Linked DNA regions of Lactuca sativa: region 2 is linked to region 1. The links are chromatin contacts, called in public Hi-C maps. All regions are on one chromosome and are shown on one strand. The core of a region is the stretch at or near the end of the contact, and the rest is flanking DNA. Distances in the headings are between cores, read along the strand shown.

Evidence for each region. A called contact is a pair of places that touch in the nucleus more often than the background predicts.
Region 2: a contact with region 1 is called in a Hi-C map of leaf, with 10 times the contacts expected there. The contact joins the promoter of LOC111913409 here to the promoter of LOC111913410 in region 1. A contact is called at or near these places in 2 of 4 Hi-C or Micro-C datasets (both in leaf).

What each region holds. Positions count from the first base shown.
Region 1 is chr9:115,876,106-115,879,328 of Lsat_Salinas_v11, forward strand. LOC111913410 reads right to left here and starts at 1,765. Exons shown (of 5, transcript XM_023909117.3): 1 at 1,467-1,765; 2 at 1,272-1,349; 3 at 885-960; 4 at 547-620; 5 at 191-441. The coding sequence starts at 1,592. The coding sequence ends at 370.
Region 2 is chr9:116,061,626-116,064,864 of Lsat_Salinas_v11, forward strand. LOC111913409 (glucose-6-phosphate isomerase 1, chloroplastic) reads left to right here and starts at 1,579. Exons shown (of 14, transcript XM_052767189.1): 1 at 1,579-2,320; 2 at 2,688-2,810; 3 at 2,904-3,002; 4 at 3,077-3,160. The coding sequence starts at 1,733.

The DNA.
Region 1 (3,223 bases), core at 515-3,014:
AATACAAGATTTGATGTAAATTACTTTGTGATATAAACCGAAACTTGCTTTTATACACACATTATAGTTAGGCATACACCATCACACTATAGATGAAAGACCAATCCACATTGGAATTGAAACTACTACGCTACTGAGCACTATATCTCATAGGGCTACTTAATTTTAGTAAAAATAAACAATCAAAAAGGGTGTTAAAAAGATTTTTTAACCATAAAACTAGAGTCGATTGGCATGATACAAAGCTTTACATAATAGTTGCAGTAGTAAGTAATAAATCTAAAACTTGCAAATTCATTACTTCTTGCACCACCATAAGATCAACAGCCTCAAGAACCAACCATATGTACCAAAGTGTGCGTGTGTCTCTCACAAGATTGATGTCTTCATCCCGAGGCCATTGCATGTTAAGATAAGACCCTTGTAACGGTTAAGGTAATCCTGCATTCCATTCCATTCCATTACATTACATTCAGTCAATTGAAGAGGAACTATGGAATCAAAGTAAAAGTAAAAGCAATGAATGATGATATGCTTATTGCTTACCACAATGTTGTAATCATAGAGGTATAGCATTCCTGTCTTGTCATATTCTTGTTTACGGATTGGATCACTCAAAACTGCAAAAATGGAAATGCATTGATGTTAAAGCATTGAATAGATATCTCATTGTTAGGAAATAAAATTCATATGATCATTTGTATCAAAACTGCAAATTCTAGTTTCTGATGATACGCATTGATTGGCTAAGAAACCCTCATATATAGATCCCAAAAAAGTTCGCTTATCAGCTAAATAAAGTGAAGACTGCAAAACATATGTGAAACTGACATTGAACATGAAAAACAAGAACGGAATTTCAAGATAATTATACAGATGCCAACCTTTGTATGCCTCATTTATCTCTTGAAACCTGGATGTGGCACTATCCTCACCTTTTTGCTTGTCTGGATGCCATTTCTGTCCAAGAGAAAAGCTCTTAAAATCAAGATCACATATCCAAAACCAAAAACATGGAAAACAACCGAATCGGGTGTTTAATCAATAGGTAATACCAATTGAAAGATTAGGGTTTCTCAATTCATAAATGAATCAGACACAAAATCAGAAGCTAAGATTTCGGTACCGATCAATCGGGTTTCGATTTTTGAAGCAAGTACAAAAAATATTCCGAAATCCAGATGATTTTAAAGTCGGAAATCAGTATGTTTCATCTCAAGGATCAAAGTACAGAAAGGGGAGTAGAAGATAACGAGGGAGAGAAGACGAACCAGAGCTAAACGAATATAGTTGGACCGAATTTCTTCTTCCGTAGCTTCGTAATCCACCTCAAGTATTCGATAATAATCCTAAAATCGGTCAAATAGCATATGAAATTAACAAAAAAATCAAAAGAACTGATAGAATCAAGTAAAATTCCATAAACAGAAACATCAAAAACGACGAAATGATAAAGAAGAATTTACCTTGGGCTTAGAAATGAGAGAGAGGGTATCGAAATTGAGATACGAAGAGTCTTGTTGGTCTTGTTGTTGGGGTTCTTGTTCGTCGTTGTGATGCATAAAATCGCCTTCCAGTTCGTCCCATCTCATTGTCGCCGTCGCCGTTGCTGTTGTGGCGTTGAAGATTTAGTGCGTTCGTGCGCCGAGAAAGAGGGATGGATAAAGAGAGATGCGGCGGCAGAAAGATGAGATTTTTGGGTTCCCGACGAGATTTGTTTGATGATATGTGAAGGGGGTAATTCTCTTTGGGTGTTTAACTGCTTGTTTTTGTTGTGAAATATACGTTGCCACGGCGACCAACTTATCACCATTATTGCAAAGTTGCAATAATAACTTTATTTCTTAGAGATTACGAGTTAAGAGGTCACTTTGTTACCTTATATCATATTTAATATGATTGATATTTATTTGTGATTGATATGAATTAAATTCATAAACTTTTGACTTATCAAAAAATATGAAAAAAAATATAAAGAGATGTTTTTCGTTTTAAATCCAATCGATTTTGGCGAAACCGATCCAATCAAATTATCCATTGAATGTTGGATATTGTCAACCGATCTAATTCAATTCTTTATACCAACCGAACCGAATCAATCTAATTGGATATTGGATTAGATAACTTTATTCATTGGATATATTTTATTGGTTATCCATTATTTAACCAATTCAAATCCATTTTGTATATGGATGATTATAACTAAACTGCATACAATTACGCTAAATAAGATTAGCAAATGAACTTCAATCTTCAACTTCAGCTACCATTGTTCAAATATGCAAAATCATTAAGAGAATTGACTATATTTGTAATTTTGTCCGATATTAATTTGATAATAATATTGGATGATAATTGGATATTTATTGGATTAATATTGTATGAACATTGGATCCTTTCGGTTTGGTTATCCATTGGAATTTCAAGGTGATCTGACGTATTGAAGACATTATTGAAGACACACGTCCTTTCATTGTGGAAGGAATTGTAATTATTTGTTATTTTCCATCCCAAAATCTTTTAACCAACTAAACACAAAAATTACCCTTGAAGCCATTTCATCAACTAAAGAAAAAGAAGCTATGAAAAAACCATCTGCTCAAAAATTTGTCAGATTATGGGACAGCCTCATTTCATACAGCGAAGTCCATTCTTTAATGGGCTTTTACCCAGTAGCCAGGCAACTAGACCCAAAAGCAGTATTCCTAGCAGATCTCACTGACCCCATGACTTTATGGGACTATTTTCAGCCATGGATTCATAGACACTATCTATCTTGATGGAACAAATTCACATTGCATTAGCGAATTCCCATCAGCTGTTCAAATAGTAATCAGAAGCTACAAAACACGATTTGCAATACAATAAAGAGGATTATTTATCAAAATGCATTCAAGTTATCCAATCTTTGATGAAGATTCTCAATTACTTGTTCCAAGCATTACTTTCGTAAATATGGGGATAAGCAATGACTCAAAACCAACAAAAGATGACCTACCCCATGAAATACCTACACAAGACCATTTAATTTTTGCACTTGTCGGTGTCTATTTAGCATCATCTCGCGTAGGCAATGGTAAAGATCAAAAGTCAAGAATCACAGTAAATAATGCCAGTAAAACCTTCGTTATCTATTCTTTAACAGACAGTTAAATAACCCTAGAAGTATTAAAAGCAATTGAAACTTTCGAACAACCGTTCGAAAAATTTTCACATCACTTAG
Region 2 (3,239 bases), core at 329-2,828, 190 kb after region 1:
GATTAGAAACCATAATTCAAGCTATAAGATTCATGAGACTAGTTGATCAATGATTGTGAGGTGCAACTTCAGTTTATCATCAAATATCGCTATCAAGAGCATATAGATGATCTTCTATGCGAATTGCCAACTTTCGTATTGCTCTAGAAAATCAGAGCACGAGTGTTATAACCAACACTTATGAATTGTAACTGTTTCCCATTAACAAAAACATGATTTGAATTGCCAAAACTTTAGTATCTTAAAATTTCAAATTAAAAAATAGATTTGCGACAAAGATAGATCTAAAGAATGAAAAATGAAAAGGAAACCCTCCAAAGTTTGAACAATCCTGCATACCATTTGTTCTGTTAAGGATGCATGACAAAATATAGTGCAAAATTAAATGAACATCAAGACGAAAACAAATACGCTCAAATGTTGATAGGAAAATGTTTACGGTTCAAATATTACAAGCATATAACACGAATTGATAGAACATTACTAAACACTATCTAACCTTCTGTATTTATACTAACAAAAAAACTAAGTCGATGAAAGGTAACAACCAATAATATAATGACAAGTAGGATGGCCCACGTGATAGTGTGTTATAACTGTTTGCCTTCACTAACCTATGCGTGGAGGTTATGTATGTTCAACTCATCATATGTCAAATACCGAAGAAGCATTACGAACTCTCCAATTTCGGTATATCAAAAACACAACCTTACAAAGTACATCTTCACACGTTTTAGATAGTCACAACAAAACTTGTACTTCAACACTATTTGAGATCGAGCACATGTTGGTCTTGCTATGATCTTTTCTCTTAAATTTGCTTATATACAAATAGAGATAAAGATAGGGAACTTGATTTCTCAACTCTGCATTATGATATTTGGGAATTTATGTTGATTTTCCTATGTTCTCACTTGCTTCTTGATTTCCTTCTATGATGACCCTGACTTAATATTGGGTTTTCTCATGTGTGTATATTATCGTGTTGTGTGAATTTTGATATCCTCATATAACCAACACATATATACATATTCTAAAAAGCTTATTCGAAGCCATTGGACCCACCTTTCACAATTGGATGCTACCTTACACACATGTTCCATGTGTTTGGTCTTTGATGTTCGATTGAATGGGAAAGTGGGTTTGTCTCATGTTGTTTTGGATGCAAGCACAAAGAACCGCTTTAAAAGCTTTTTTTGGAATTTTACTATCAAATAAGTTGCTTGTAGTATTAAATATTACATTGGATACTTAAATTAAGTTTTTAATCATGTTAATTCACTTATAAAAATAAAAATAAAAATACATTTTGTATTTAAGTTATACATCTATCCATACTCACGAAGAGTCATTATTGATGCACCCTTTATGTCACATGAGTCATGACTCACGAGCCATGTATGTTTGCATTGACTCGAGTACAATGAAAGAATATCCCAAGGGACTCCTCCGTCCTTTCGATATTCTCAAAGGGTTATTCTGCAATAAAATAAATCTCCCTCCACCAATCAACGTAGGTAAGAGAGAAGATACCACTGCGTTTTCAGGGTGTTTTTGTGTGAGAGAGAAAGTGAAAAGAGTTGAAAATTCATCAACGACCCACTTACCATTACTATACAAGGTTCCAAAAACCCCTCCTCAAAGAGCCTGCCTCATTGCCATGGCAACATCTTTCTCTCTCTAAAACACCCCCCTCGGTTTCATCGATTTCTGTCACTTGCCTTGCTCTCCCATGGCGTCGATATCGGGGTTGTGTTCATCATCATCGAATTTGATCCCAAAACCCAACTTACCATCATTACCAAGAATCCAATCGCCATGGATGATCTCGTCGCCGCTTCGAATAGAAGACAACTTAAAAATTTCCTTTTCAGGTATCAGTAGCAAGAGTAGCCACAGTTTGTTGACGCATTCGGTGGCGCGTGATGCTCCATCAAGTCTGTCAAAGATTGCTGCAACCGGTGATGGGGTACCAGGAAAGTCAGTGGCGAAGAAAGGGCTGGAAACAGACCCGAAAGTTCTTTGGGAGAGATACACAGAGTGGTTGTACCAGCATAAGGATTTAGGTTTGTATTTGGATGTGAGTCGGGTCGGGTTTACCGACGAGTTTGTGAAGGAAATGGAGCCTAGGTTTATGAAGGCTTTCCAGGCTATGGAGGATCTGGAAAAAGGTGCAATCGCTAATCCAGATGAAGGGAGAATGGTGGGGCATTATTGGCTTAGGAACCCTAAATTATCCCCTAATTCGTTCTTGAGGTTGCAGATTGAAAACACACTTGAAGCCATTTCTACATTCGCCGAAGACATCATCGTGGGTAAGGTTAGTTTATTTTCTCTACCGATCTTCAATTTCTTCTGTCTTCAGCATTTCAAATCTCTCAACATAGATGAAGCAAACCCTAAACTTGACCGAAATATGGCAAATAGAACACTCAAATTGGGATCCCAAATATTGTTTTCATGATAATTTGATTTCTTGATCATTGATAGCAACGTGTACTTTGACTTGGAACTAACTCACCAAGCTTTGACTTTTATAGTCAAGATTATGTTGCTACTACTTCTATAGCTACACATACATGTAAAAATTTGCGAAATCATAAAATCGATAACTGATACGAGTTTTATTTTATTTCAATACATATAAAATTGTGGTTGTAAAATGTTTTATATTTTTATGATTTCAGATAAAACCTCCTTCTTCTCCAGAAGGTCGATTCACACACATACTCTCAGTTGGAATCGGAGGCTCTGCTCTTGGACCACAGTTTGTCGCTGAGGCTTTAGCACCTGATAATCCTCCTCTCAAGGTAATATTTATTTTTTATGTCATCATTTTAATTCTTCTATTTTAAACTTGTAGAATAACACATAACTTTTTTCGAATGTGGACTGATTTTCAGATAAGGTTCATCGACAATACAGATCCAGCAGGAATTGACCATCAAATTGCACAACTTGGACCAGAATTAGCATCTACACTTGTAATAGTAGTTTCAAAGGTCTGAATAGATTTTTTATTTTATTGGTTTAATAACATGAAATTGCTTAATGTTGATTCTGAATTTTGAGTCAGAGTGGAGGCACTCCAGAAACAAGAAACGGTTTGTTGGAAGTACAAAAGGCTTTTCGTGATGCTGGGCTGAATTTTGCAAAACAGGTTTTGATCTTCAGGTTCTTCTTTCTGCTTTTATGTGTAAATAAGAAATTGGTTAATTATAGCTGAATAATATACAGCC